2 separate regions of the Oryctolagus cuniculus genome follow, and region 2 is linked to region 1. The links are chromatin contacts, called in public Micro-C maps. All regions are on one chromosome and are shown on one strand. The core of a region is the stretch at or near the end of the contact, and the rest is flanking DNA. Distances in the headings are between cores, read along the strand shown. Region 1 overlaps FTO (FTO alpha-ketoglutarate dependent dioxygenase). Region 2 holds the start of IRX3 (iroquois homeobox 3).

Evidence for each region. Hi-C and Micro-C count contacts between places; a contact is called where the count stands out from the background.
Region 2: a Micro-C map of ear pinna shows a contact between it and region 1, with 8 times the contacts expected there. The contact joins the promoter of IRX3 here to the enhancer-like site in region 1. A contact is called at or near these places in 2 of 6 Hi-C or Micro-C datasets (ear pinna and skin fibroblasts).

Annotation. Positions count from the first base shown.
Region 1 is chr18:37,196,029-37,202,833 of mOryCun1.1, forward strand. The region is part of intron 1 of FTO (FTO alpha-ketoglutarate dependent dioxygenase); the gene reads left to right. Among named protein-coding and RNA genes, the nearest start is that of FTO, 71 kb to the left of the region's middle. Within about 2 kb of position 3,298, at least 1 of the 8 cell types and tissues checked has an H3K27ac peak or open chromatin away from gene starts, as enhancers often do. A contact at or near this core is called in ear pinna, where this site is marked.
Region 2 is chr18:37,701,279-37,708,083 of mOryCun1.1, forward strand. IRX3 (iroquois homeobox 3) reads right to left here and starts at 3,560. Exons shown (of 4, transcript XR_007919875.2): 1 at 2,512-3,560; 2 at 1,220-2,339; 3 at 990-1,056; 4 at 113-552. LOC108176755 reads left to right here and starts at 5,972. Exons shown (of 3, transcript XM_070063544.1): 1 at 5,972-6,323; 2 at 6,786-6,805.

The sequences.
Region 1 (6,805 bases), core at 2,048-4,547:
GCACATATTCTGTGGTTATGCATTTCTGTGAGTGCCTGCCGACCCCAGCACAGTGTTTAATAAATTATTGAACTTTGAAGAACCTTTGAGAAGCAAAGGCTTTATGTGACTGAGCAGCAGACATGAAAAAACGCTATCCTCCAGAGTATCTAACAGACAGAAATAGAGGCTTGATCAGACAATATAAGCACCGAGTGAATGATGGTAATACCATGAAATATTTACACGCCTAGCACATGCTATGGTAGGGAGGAGGATGTGTGGGTTTTTATCGTTTTGAGTTGAACCTGATGCTGTACAATTCCCCACTCTATGATCTTAAAAGCAAAATGGAGAGAAAGAAAAAAAAATATGAGAGAGAAAAAGAAAGGAAAAGGAAAATATAAAAGGGAGTGAAGAACATTTATTTGTAGATATTTTATTGTTTGCAAAAATATCTACAGTACAAAAGCAGGATTCCTTTTGTAGTCAGTAGCTTTACTAGGAGTCAAGTTTCAATCGGTCTTTAAAAGAAACTAAAAGTCTCTGAAATGCTTTCTTGGAGCCACAAGCTTAAAGTTTTAATTTAATCAGCATCTCATGATTTAACATGCTTTAAAAGTTATCATTTTACTTTATGTAAAAACACTTAAATAGCAAAGAACTGAATATCCTAATATGATCTCACTTTCAAACAGAACATGCACTTCGTGTTTTCCCGAAATGCTACTTTAAATTGGCTTGTGGTGAATTTCTTTAGGAATAATGCAGCACAGAAAAAATGCAGCACAACAAAAAATAATGCAGGCACGTGATGGAATGCCTGGATTACTCAGGACAGGTGTGTAAGCTATTTATCTGAGCTAATATATGTAGAGAATTTCTGATATCTTCCGTATAGAAAAAGGGCTAAAACAAATGCGCCAGAGAGATTTGTCTTGTCCCTCTGCCCAGTGTTATAAAACTTATGATAAGCCTTATATGATTTTGTGGTATTATTAATATTACTAAAAGTAGCTATTGTTAGTGATGAGTAAGAGTTGACCAATAATTTGCCTTATTGAATTTCATTTCACTCCAGCCTTATCTAAAAACCCCTAAGACTATTCGGGAGACATTTTAATGTTTCAGTTCTAGTTTTTGGTTTTTAGCTATTTAAGAAGAATTGAATCATGTTGTAATAAGGAAGCTCAGAGTGACCCTAGGCATTGCTGTCCCTGCCCTGGATGTTTGCTAGGCATTGTGCTGAGCTAGGCTGTTTGTCTCCAGGATCACATTGACCTCAGTGGGCAAGTTTCCGTTGCTTTTAAAGTCAAGGGAGTATGAGTAACATCGGAAGGGAAACTTTGGTGAGATTCTCTGTTGCTCTTGTATGATTTTGTTCATAGATCTTAAGTAAGGGCTCTTTGAAAGAGCTTTCCTCTTTGTAATGCAAGAACCCATTGCACACAAAGAAGTTGGTAGTCTGAGGCCCTAGGATCAGTGAATTGTGATACACAGCTACTTGCGAAAGGATTTGTCAAAATGAAACAGCAAAAGCAATATTGTTTTTGTGCATTTATTATTTTTGTTGCCAAAAGGATGCCCTGAAAGAACTGGGATTTTAAAGTTTGAGTGATGTGGATTTAAATCCTGTATCTGCCACTTATTTGACTTCTCGCAAGTCATGGACCTAAGAGTCAATTTTCTTATCTCCGAAAGTGGGAATAGTGATAATTTACTTCTCTGTGTTCTAAGCATTCAGTACAGTACCCAGCGTGTGGAAGGCACTCAGTAAGTATTAGCTCCTTTCCCTTCCTCTTCAGTTAAACCAAAAAGACTTTTTTCAGGAGGTGAGACTTTTAGAAGCTCTTGATTGATGGCGGGAATGAGTCAGTGAACCAGAAGAAGGGCACTCAAGGCCTGTGGACAACCAAGTGAGAAAGTGAGAAGTGGGGTGTGTGTGTGTGTGTGTGTGTGTGTGTGAAATGCAGAGAGAGAGTAGGTGGACAGACACGTGGACTGAGTTTACTGACTCATAGAGGCAGATTTGATACTGGCAATTTGAGATATCACCTGAATTTCTACTGCCATTTGCTTTTCAGAATTGGAATTGAGAGCATATGCAAAGTTGAGAATTTATTTCTCCCTGTCCTCTTCCTGAACGGCTGACTCTTTTCAAGTGCAAAATGTTAGAAATGTTTGGTCTGATACAGGGCAAATCAAGGGCTTACCTCAGATTCTGTCTCTGACCATAACAGGTAAAGGGAGACTCCATTGCTCATATTTTTAGTGTGGTTGGTATCCATACCAGATTTCGAGGTGCTACCCATGTCTTCATCTTGTAGATTTTTAAATGAGGCTTATATTCTGAGGATTCAGTGAGGACAGACCCAAGTCCCTTGCCTTATCGAAGTTAACATTCTGTTAGCAGCAGCAAGCTAGTGAAGAAGCAAACCATATTTAAGGTAGTAAATAACACCAGGTCTCATAGTGGTATAGTGCAGTATGGTAATGACTGGAGGGGACTGACTACTTTAGTAGATGTGAAGTCTTAAGGATGACAAAGACATTCATTCCTGCCACAGAGACAAAGCTCCAAGGTGCTGCTAAGCTTTGCATGTAGGAGGCGTATTGGTGGTCAGAGGCCAGAACTTAGGGAGAGAGACAAAGGGAGAAAAATGAAGCCAGATCACACTAGAGCCTTTAGGCAGAGGTAAAGATTTAAGTTTTACTCCAGGTCTGATGTTACCTAAGCTCATTGGGAGTATGCATGTAGGTATGTATTTACATTTGAGAGGAAGAGACAAAGAAAGAGACATGGTCCATTGACAGGCTCATTTCCCAAGTGCCTGCAGCAACTCCAGTTGGGACAGGCTACACCTGGGAGCCAGGGACTCATCCAGGTCTCCCACATGGGTGGCAGAGTCCCAATCACTTGAGCCATCATCAGTGAGTGTCTGCCATAGCAGGAAACCGGCGTCAGGAGCAGAGCTGGGAATTGAACCCAGGTCCTCCTGTGTGGGATGCTGGCATCTTAACCACTAAGCCAAATGCTCACCCCCAGTGGAGGGTTTTAAGGTAAGGAAGGTATGTGTGCAATGACCTGATCTGATTTCCATTTACAGTGATTACTCAGACTGCTGTGAGGAGAATATCAGAGGGCCAGGATAGATTACAGAGAAAAAGGGAGAGAGATGTGCTGATGGGTTGGCTCAGGTGGTGGAAGGATTTAGAACATGTTTGGAGGCAGAGCTGGCAGGCGTTACTTGTAGGCTGGATAGAGAGGTTTGAAAGAACCCAAGAACCGAGGGTGACAAGGTTCTTAGCTTGAGTGGTGAGGTTATGAACATTTACGGAGATTAGAAGACTGAGGACTGAGGAGGTCTGGGGTGAAATAAGGTGTTGTCCTTTGGCCAGTCTGTTTGTATCCCAGGGCCTGCCAAGGAGGCTGATGGGAAAGGGAATGTGAAGATCAGGACCTGAGATAAGGAATTTGGCAGTCAGTGGCCGGCAGCAGGTCAGCCCTGGGACTGCTGTCTTCGTGAATCCTTGTTGTTCCTTAGGCTGTGGTGAACTTTGAGGCCTCAGCTTTCCTGAACTGCAGTATCAACCTTCGCCTTTCCTGCCCTGGGTTTTGCTCCCATTTTGTCTCCAAGCCCAACACATGCATCCCTTCCAGGCAAAAGCAGGAGATGACACACACCATGAGCCAGATTTTCCATGACAGACTTGTAAGGAACAAGATAATCTCATTGTTCCTCCTGTTACTTAAAATAAAGGCAATATTGATTGTATCATAGCAGTTCAGGTCCTAAGGCATGGTATTGATTAAGCGTCTGATGAGAATTTGTGGGGTAGCCTTCTAGACTACAGCCACAGGGCATCTCCCCACTGGGCCAGGCCTCTGCGCTGACCTCCACGACCATCAGTGGTGTTTTTCTTAGGAATTCTTGGCCCTGTTTAGTCTCGGCCCTGTCCAGAGCATTTATTTTACCTGATGGATGGCTCAATCCAGCCTATTACCTTAATCTGACCTCAGAAGTCTTCCGTCCTTTATGAATGTAAAGACTAATTTTGACACTTTAAAATTATTTCCTTATCAGGATCAGTAGGTTTCAGGTTGAATCTTGTGCTATTGAACTTCCTATTAAGATGCTATAAGCTGACTTTCTCTCTCTCTCTCTCTCTCTCTCTCTCTCTCTCTCATTCAGTGCTACCTTGGAGCAAGGCTTATTTTATGGATTTTTTTTTTTAAATAAATGGGGGAAGGTGCCTCTTTTAACCATGCCATTATTAAGCTCATGGGACTCCTCCATTTTAGTGTTACATCAGGCAGAGTAATTTCTTGTGGTTATTGTAATATGATGCATGCAACATTTGAGTCAAGCTAAGATCATGTTCTGAGGATATCTTGAGCAAGTTAATAATGTGGGATAAAATTGTTCCCTGCCCTAAGTATAGAAGGAGTTCCCAGAAATCATCTAAAAAATTTCATGTAAAATGTTTTGACTTTCTGTGTAGTAAGATTCATGTATTTTTCTCCTATGTCTGATGGCTCTGGCTGGATTCGTCACAGCGTTGAAATGAGGATTAAATGAGTTAATATAGCCTCAGGCACTTAGTGAAGTGCCTGCCACACAGTAAATGCCCAATTGATGTTATTAGCTATTAGTAGCTACTCTAATGTGATGTTAGTACAGACCCCTTTGATGTCATCCACAATTCCCAACACAGGCCTGGGCACAAAGTGTAATATTTAGGTAGACGCTTAGTGACTGATTGATGTCTCCAACATTTGGGATTTCCTTCCACACTTACAATATCATAGCTTATTTTATGTCTTTTCTAAAATGGTCTTGGTACCTGACATCCTTTGATCCTTCACATGGTTACTCTCAAAAGGAACCATATGAATTTTGACCGTTTCCACATCTGCCTGTCTTTGTTAGCTGCCAGAAAGAACTCAGGTCTTAAATTCTTTGCAGTTAAAAGAGAGAGTAAATGTTAACATTCCTAGTACAGTGCCCGGCACAGAAGAGGTGCGTGCCACCTGACTCAGAATCCTGACTGCTGGTCAATTCTGCCTTTAGGGAGACTATGCTGGGGAGGAGTGTTGTAGCTCTGGCTGAGTTGGGAGGTGAAATAATTGTTTCTTATTTGAGGAGAAGATAATGCCAAAGGCATCCCCTGCTTCGTGCAATTTCTGTTGATGGACAGCTCTGTGTAGCAGGACTTAGGTGGGCTGGATGGACACCCTGTAAGTGGAGAAATGGCCTCTGCTTGGCTCAGGAGCATGGAGTCATTTTGGGGGTGGTTTATGAGTCATTTGAAATATGCATTTAATCTAGACTCTGTGGCCCTCTGGTGAGGCTGCTGCTTTTTTATGATCTCAAATGTCTTGTCCATGTCAAAACTTGCCTTGTTTCTTTGTTTACTTTGAATCAGGAAAATGTTCACGACCACACTCGGCATTCCTTCTCAACCACACTTGGAATTCCTTCGCAAGTGTGCGTTTGGTCGCATCACCCCTGGCTACCACCAGTACATGACTGTTTATTTTGGATGTCCTTTTCTGATGTTCAGCTAATTTAACCCACAATGAAGTTAATCCTTGCTTCTTTGGAAAAGTACAGATTTACTTATTAGCTGCTTTCAGAGACATTTGCATTTTCGTGAAAGTGAGTATATAATTCCATTGACTTTTGGACCCATCTACTACCCACATATGCAGTGGATACCTTTTTGAAGTTAGAAATAGGAGCAAATCAGAACTGTCCTGAGTTATCTCAAGTTCTCTCTAAGGTTAATAATGAACATGTGTGTGACGGACTTGAGGAAATGTTATTGAATATTCTTTTATATCTATTAATCTTGCTTTCTTATGAGAGAGAAAAAAAGGAAAGCCACTTTGGAATTCAAGATTTCACCTCTTTTCAAGACATTTATAGCATGATGATTAAAAGCATGGGTGCCAGAGCCACGCTTCTTGGGCTTGACTGCTGGATCTGCCACTTACTGGTTGGGTGAACTTGAACAGGTTGTTTAATTTCTATGTACCTCAGTTTCATTATCTGTCAAGTGGGAATAATTATAGTAACCACCACTAGAGGTTGATTGATGGTGATCAATTGTTGGAGTATTTAGAACAGGACTCATGACTCAGCAACTGTAGTATAACTATTAACTATTATTTTTATTAATAATTAGCAGTTGCAAAAATAAAAAAAGAAGGCTAATAAACTATTAATCATGGCTATTTCCCTAAGAGACATTATAGGTATTTTGTCTACCTCTAAGGGTTTATATTAGGGTAGGTTACTGCTGTGACAAAAATCTTATCAAAGCACTGTGTAATGTTGTTAACACAATAAATATTGGTTTCTTATGTAACAGTAACGATCTGGTAAATAGAGTGGTGGGACATTTTCCTCCATGCACTTATTTAAGGATGTAAGCAGAAGGAGGCTCTGCCATCTCCAACCCATGGCCTAGAAGGTCACGTTAGGTTATCTCCATTGCAGCCAGCGGGAAGGGGAGAAGAGCATGCAGAAGTGTGTCCAGGAGTTCTTTATGGGCCAGATCTGGAAGTGGCACTCAGCACTGTGTGCACATTCCATTGGCCAGAACTCGCAGGAAGAGGAGGGAAGCTGCAGCTTCTAGTCTCAGCCACAGAATTTTTCCGGGGTCCATAAAAATGTATGTAGAATTGAAATGAATAAATGTTTGATTAAATGTTTATAAAATGAAGCCTTATATCTGTTTTCTGAGTCGCTAGATTTTATATGCAAAAAATGTTATTACATTTGAAAATAATTTATAAGTTAGATTTTCTAATTTCCAAGAA
Region 2 (6,805 bases), core at 2,310-4,809, 510 kb after region 1:
ACAACGGGGGGTGGGGGTGGGGGGCGGCGGGCGGAGAATAAAAACAAAACAAAACAAAAACCAAAAAACAAAAGAAACTGCGAAACAGATCTGTCCGGGGCAGGCAGGCCGGTTATAGTCAAAGTGGCAACAGCTCATTTATTTAGCCAAAAATAGATACTTTCTTGTACAATTTGGTTCACACATATGTACATTTTTTTCGTATATACAAAAAAAGTCAGACACGCTTAGTTCTCACTGAAACGCCACGTTCCCCGTCTCCCCCAATCAACCGAACAAACCAACCCCACCATCGCAGCTGACGCTGACGTGGGGCGCACACAAGCGACTTGAGGGACTCGGGGTGGGGGTGTGTGGTTTTATTTCTTTTTGTTTCCTTTTGTTTCCTTTTTGGGGGGTATTCATACACGGACATGCTTACAAGTTGTAACTATACAGAACGATTTTTTTTACAATTATTACAACGATTTTAATTTCTTCAAAAAAAAAAAAAACAACTAGGAGGAGGAAAGAGCCGACAAAACCAGAGCGGCGTCCAAGTGGTTCTGAGGTCTGCAAGACAGAGACAGTGGGGAGCAAATGAGATGAGATTTAGGGGTGCAGAGTTTGCTTAGCACCGTCGGACCGCACCTAAGGCTGGGGGCGGGGGGTGTCTTAACGCCAGATGGGACTCAGGTGAAGATGGAAATCTTGTGTGGGGGGGTGTGTTTAACCATAAGGTGAGCGCGAGACAGTAGGACTCTAGAGCCAGGGCTGCAAAGAGGTGGGCATTTCAGGGACCCTTTGGCTGGGCCAGGCTCGGCTTCCCGCAGCGCGGTGGCGGGGGATCCTGGGCTGGGGCTGGCGCCACCGCCACCGCCTCCAGCCCCAAGTTTTGTCCCTTTTTATAAAAAGCATCCCAGCTGCGCGCGCCTCTGGGGGAAAGGCCTAGCGGGCGGCTCAGCTTGCCCCCCGCCTCCACCCCCACCCCACCTCAGGGAGTCTCTTACCGTCGGGGCACGGGCTGGAAAGCTGTCTTGAGTAACTTTTTCTCCACTTCCAAGGCACTACAGCGATCTGCGGGAAGCGGGGGAGAACACACAGGCCCTTCAGAGCGCTCGGTTCCGGGGCCCGGGGCCGCGGGAGGCAACAGGCGAGAGGTGAGCCCGCTGTGCTCCCGCGGCCTCGTCCGTCCCCGCCAACCCGCACCCTCCCTTCGCGCCCCGCGCTCTGCAGTCACCTGTGCCGCCCTCGGGCTCGGCGGGTCGAGCGAAAGCAGCGGCGGCGGCCGGGTGACCCGCGGCTCCGGGGAGTCCCAGCAGGTGCGGAGGGGCCGAACTAAGCAGCGAGAGCGGGTGCGGGCGTGGGCCCGGCGTCGGGCCTGGGAACGGCCGGTTGGTCCAAGCAGGGAATTTGCCCAGCGGCGCGGAGACGAGTCTGTGAGCCGCCGCCGCCGCCGCCGGAGAAAGCTGCAGGGTCGGGGGCGCGACGGCTGCCCCAGGAGGGGACCCCCCCGCGCCGGGAGGCGAGCGGCGCGGGTTGTCTGGGCTTGTGGCTGTCTCGGCCAAGGACCAGATCTTGGGCTTTTGCAGGGCGGAGGCGGGCGCCGGAGCGGGAGCGCAGGGGTCCAGGCCAGCTGGGGGAGAGGGTGGAGACGGCGGAGCCGCGGACACGGGCGGCGGCGGCGCTGGGGCGGCCAGACTCAGGACCGGCAGCGGCCGGTCCTCCAAGCCCTCGGAGCTGTCTTCTGAGTCGCTATTTTTGGAGTCCGAAATGGGTCCCAGGCCGAGGTCGCCGTCCCTGCGCGCCGCCCCAGGCAGGGCCAGCTCAGGCCCCGCCGCCGCGCCGTCTAAGTTCTCCAAGTCGATCTCCTCGTCTTCGTCGTCGTCCGCCAGGCCCTCGCCCCCCGCGTCCTCCTCGTCCCCACCGAGCTCCTCCTCCTCCAGCTCCAGCTCGCGCTTGCCGTCTTCCTCGTCCTCCTCCTCGTCCTCCTCCTCGCGCTCGCTCCCGTACGCGTTGCCCTCGTCGTCCGTGCGACTGCGGGGAGCCCACGTCATCTTGTTCTCCTTCTTGAGGCGCCGGCGCGCGTTGGCGAACCAGGTGGACACCTGGGTGAGGGTCATCTTGGTGATGATGGCCAGCATGATCTTCTCGCCCTTGGTGGGGTAGGGGTTCTTGCGGTGCTCGTTGAGCCAGGCCTTGAGCGTGCTGGTGCTCTCCCGCGTGGCGTTCTTGGGACGGGACGGGTCCCCGAACTGGTACTGGCCGTACGGGTAGAAGGCGGGGTGCGGGTGCGGAAACGCGGCGGCCGCGGCCGGATGCTGCACCCCGGGACTGTCCTTCAGCTCATACTGCGCGCCCTGTACGCACATGGAGAAGCAAAGGGACACGCGCGGAGGGAGCGCGGTGAGCCCGGCCGGCGCCGCCTCCACCCTCCCGGCCCGGCCCGGCCCGGGCCATTACACTCCCGCGCGCTCAGCTCCCGCGGCATCCCGGCTCCCACCCGCCTTCCCCGGTGCCTCGGGCTCTTACCAGCTGCGGGAAGATGGGCAGCTCTGTGGCGTAGGGCAGGAAGGCGCCGTAGCCTTGGGCGGCGGCGGCCGCCGCGGCGGCCGCGGCGTAGGGCGCCCCATACACGGACGAGAGCACATTGGAGAGGGAGCCGGAGGCAGCCAGCTCCGAGGCTCCGGCGCCCGGGCCACCCCGGGCCCCCGCGCCGCCGCCACCACCACCGCCGCCGCCGCCGCCGCCACCGCCGGCGGCGGCTCCCGGGCGCTCGGGCGGGTAGAGCGGGCGGATGTACTGGTATCCGAGCTGGGGGAAGGACATGGTGGCCCGCGGGGCACCGACGGAGAGGGGGCCCGGCCCCCGGGGCCGCCCTGCTCAGCGCCGCCCGCGGGCTCCGGCGCGCATCGGGGGCTGGGCCGGGCTGGGGCCGCGCTGGGGCCGCGCTGCCTCCCGCGCTGCGCTGCGCTCCGCGTTCGCCTATTGATCTGCTCGGCGGCGGCGGCGGCGGCGGCGGCGAGGAGCCAGGTCAGGTCCGAACAGATTGGCGGAGATTCCCGGGGCTCCGGGCTCTGATCGACATTTCTACGGGGCCGCAAGCCCCTCCTCTCTGCGCCGCGCTCCCTCCTCTCCGCAGCCTGAGCCGCCTCTGCCCGCGCCTGGCTCCGCACTGCCCTCCTCTCCCCGAGCGGCGCCGCGCCTCGCTTCCCTCGCCCTCCTCTCGCCTTCACTCCCCCTCCGCGCCCTTCCTCTCCCCTCCCCGCGCTCCTCTCCCCCCACCCCCCGGGATCGCTTCCGCTCCTTCGGGCCCTTTCGCTCTCCCGGACGCCTGGCCAACTCTCCTTTCCTCCTCGCCTCTCTCCCCGTCCCACGATGGCTTCTGCTCGCCTCGCTGCCCCCCTCACTTTTTCTTCGCTCCCATCTTTCTAACCTTCCTTCTTACTCACACAAGGTGCCCACTCCGGCCCCCCTCCGACCCCCACCCCCCAGCCTTCCCAGCCCCTGCGCGCCGGGCTACGGCGGCCTCAAGTTGCGGACACTCGGGGTGCTGTGCGGGGGGGGTGTGTGTCCGCGTCCGCGTCTGTGAGTCCGTCTCCGCCCTCCCACCCCCTCCCTCGCCCTTCCCCAAATCTCAGGTCTGACGTTGCGCCCTCTTATTCGACTTTTCCTGGAGTCTCCACCCTGAGTCGCCAATCGCCAGGGCGCCTGGCAGGCAAAGCCGCCCACCCCCGCGGAGCCGCGCGCGCGGGGCGGGGCGGGCCGGGGGGCGGGAGCCCCGGCGCTCCCAATCCCTTCCCGCCCCCTGCTGCCTGCGCCGGGAGGGGGAGCTGGGAGGCGCGGCGACGCGGGTTAGTGCGGGGTCAGTTCGCCCCTCCCTGCCTCCCGCCCCTCGGGACCGCTCCCGCCCGCTACCGCGCGCGGCCTGGGTCGGGACTAGACCCTGGGCTACGGCAGGCTTTGGGGTGCCGGGACCCCCCCTTTCAGATCGAACCTTTGGAGGCGCAGCCACTCTCGGCGGCGTGGGAAGGGAGCCAGAGATGGGTGGGTGGGGTGGCGGGGCGGGGGCGAGGGCGTGCAGCCCAGTCTCGTCGGTAGAGGCCGGTGCGTTGCTCAGGTGCGCAGGTCGGTCCCCTACCCCGGGGGACCAAGCACTGGAATTAACCACATCAGCCGCTCTAGTGTCCGGGTCCGAGTCGCTTACCATAGATGGCAGGCTCGGCCCAGGGCCCAAGGGTGGGCCCCAAGAGTGGGCCTCCCCACCAAGGATCTTGGGGAACTGCGCCCAGAAAGTGGTCCTTGCTGGGGGCGGGTTAGGGAGGCCCCTGAACTTTCCAAGGGAACTTCGAGAAGTTTCTATATTGGCGCCTTCGGTGTGCGGAGATCCTTGGTTTCGCTCCCCGGTTCCTGATTCCTGGCTCCCAGGTCCCTGTGCCAAGAATCCTCCCATGGCCGGGGATACAGGGCGGGGACTGGACTTGTGGTTTTATGGTGGGACATTCCCTAAAATCAAAGCTCAACTGTGGGTAGCCATGGACCCACCGTCACGGAGCCGGGCGTGCGGCCGGGAGCGGCAGCGGCTTCAGGCCAAGCGCTTTAGGCCGCGCCGGGACCCACGAGCTACGCGGACGGTCGGTTGGCAACAGCTCCGCTGTGCAGTGACCACTCCCGGCTCGGAGGCGGAAGCCGGCCTCCCGGCACTGATCGATCTAGGGTAGACTCTACTGCAGTGGAGGACTCGAAGGGTCCCGGTCCAGGCTGTCTCTGGTCATCACCGTAGCTCGCCCGGAATGAAAAGACTCTCGGTTCAGGCACGGACACCCAGTTTTGGCCCCACCCCCTCCTCCCGCCTCTGTCTAGCTTGGCTAGCGTCCGCGGCGCCGGTGGGTGTGCACGCTGTGAAAACTGGGAGGAAAGACAAGGCAAGGTTTGGGGACCACTAGATTTAAGGTTCGGTGAGGGAATTTGGGGTCTTCCCGCTTTGAGTCTTAGTTGCCCCCGCGCGCCCCTGCCTGGTCTCAAGAGTTGGCCTTGGCTGAAGCTTCATGCGGGAGGAGACATTAGGGGCCGCTCTCCCTGGCGCCTGATTTCGTTTCCGGTTAAACCTTTCCAAGGGCATCCTAGGGAATCTTGGGCTCACCTGCTCGCGAAAGATCTTGCGATTGCAAAATTGAGGACAATATTTCCCGGATGTTTCCTAGATGTCGACTTAGAGCCCTGACAGCCCTCAAGTCCTAGAGTTGGCACAAAGAGGTGGCACCGGACTGGCGGGGGTGGGGGATAGGAATGCGGAGAGCGAGAGTGCACGGAGGGGGCACCGGGGCTGCGCTGTGCCCGGCGGAGTGCCCGTGTTTAACTCGGCTGCTGCAGAAGGAACTATGAGCCTTGTGAATGCCCCTTCCGCATCAGCCGGCGCTGCGTAGAACTGCGGGCAGCCGCAGAGAGCGCCCGGGACGGCGACGTTCTCAGAACCCTGTCAGGCCGGCCGGGGGGCGCACTGCCCAGAGGGTGAACCTCCAGACCCAAATGCTCACCGAAGAGCCTCGCTTAATTAGATCCCTCCTGGCATGCCGGGCCCCTAGCAGAAGCGGCCTCAGGGCTACCTTACTTTCCAGCGGGGAACAGCCCTGGCCTGGAGACCCGCTGTTGGCCACTACAGGACTCAGCTTCCCAGGCAGCCGAGCCCCGACGTGGCGTTGGGTCCCCCGACTCCACCCGTGCAGCGGAGTCCGGCTCGGGACAGAATGGGTGGGTTGGCGGGCAGCGGAGCCTTTTCCAGGGCTTTTTCTTCCAAGAGTTTAGGTCAGAGTGACACATTGGCAAGGCGAGGAAAAGCAGGTGCACGGAAAGTTGGTTTGGGAAAGACATGCGCGCACGAACGCGCCGAACGCAAAAGCTTCTTGTCATCCTGCCTTCTTCGAACCTCCCCAGCGCACAAAGCGCTTTGGATACTCGCTGCTGATGCACTTTGAGCGCGGCCCAGGGCGCGGGAAACAGACAGGGTGCCCGCCGCGCGCCGGACGCGCGTTGGGATCCGCTGCCCGACGTGCCCAGGGCCTGCGGTGCCCGCCAAGCTCCGGGGGCTGCGCCGCGCACTGCACACGGGCTCCGAGCCACCAGGCTCTCTTCCCGGCCCCTCCTTGCCCAGCCCCAAAGCGCGCGCGCGTCCCCGGCGTGGGGGGAGCCACGGTGGCTCGGGGTTCCCAGCCGAGGCCCATCTTCCGTCCTTCGTTCCAGGCCCAACTCCCCGCGCGGCGGCGCGGGCCGGCGATCCCTCCGCTTCCTGCATCCGCCACGGCGCGCGCTCCCACCGCTCCCTCCCCCCCGCGCTCGGGTTACAGGTTAATGAAATGCTCGTTTTCCTCAGTCATTTGTTTTGTTTTCCTGCAAAGTTCTGATAAGTAGCTAACCAACGAAGCTTGTAATTACAATCTTACAGAAACCGGGCCGATCTGTATATAAATCTCACCATCCAATTACAAGATGTAATAATTTTGCACTCAAGCTGGTAATGAGGTCTAATACTCGTGCATGCGATAATCCCCTCTGGATGCTGGCTTGATCAGATGTTGGCTTTGTAATTAGACGGGCAGAAAATCATTATTTCATGTTCAAATAGAAAATGAGGTTGGTGGGAAGTTAATTTCTCTCCGCTCTGTGAAGCGTAGACAAGAATTTAATGATTTAATTACAGTTGTAAGCCCTTTCCATGAGACTTAAATTGAGCTGAGAATATTTTTTTTCCTTCTCTCTCTCCTTCTCTCTCCCTCTCTCTCTTTCGCGTTCTCTCACTTCGCCGACAGCAGCTGCGCAGGCTCCCGAG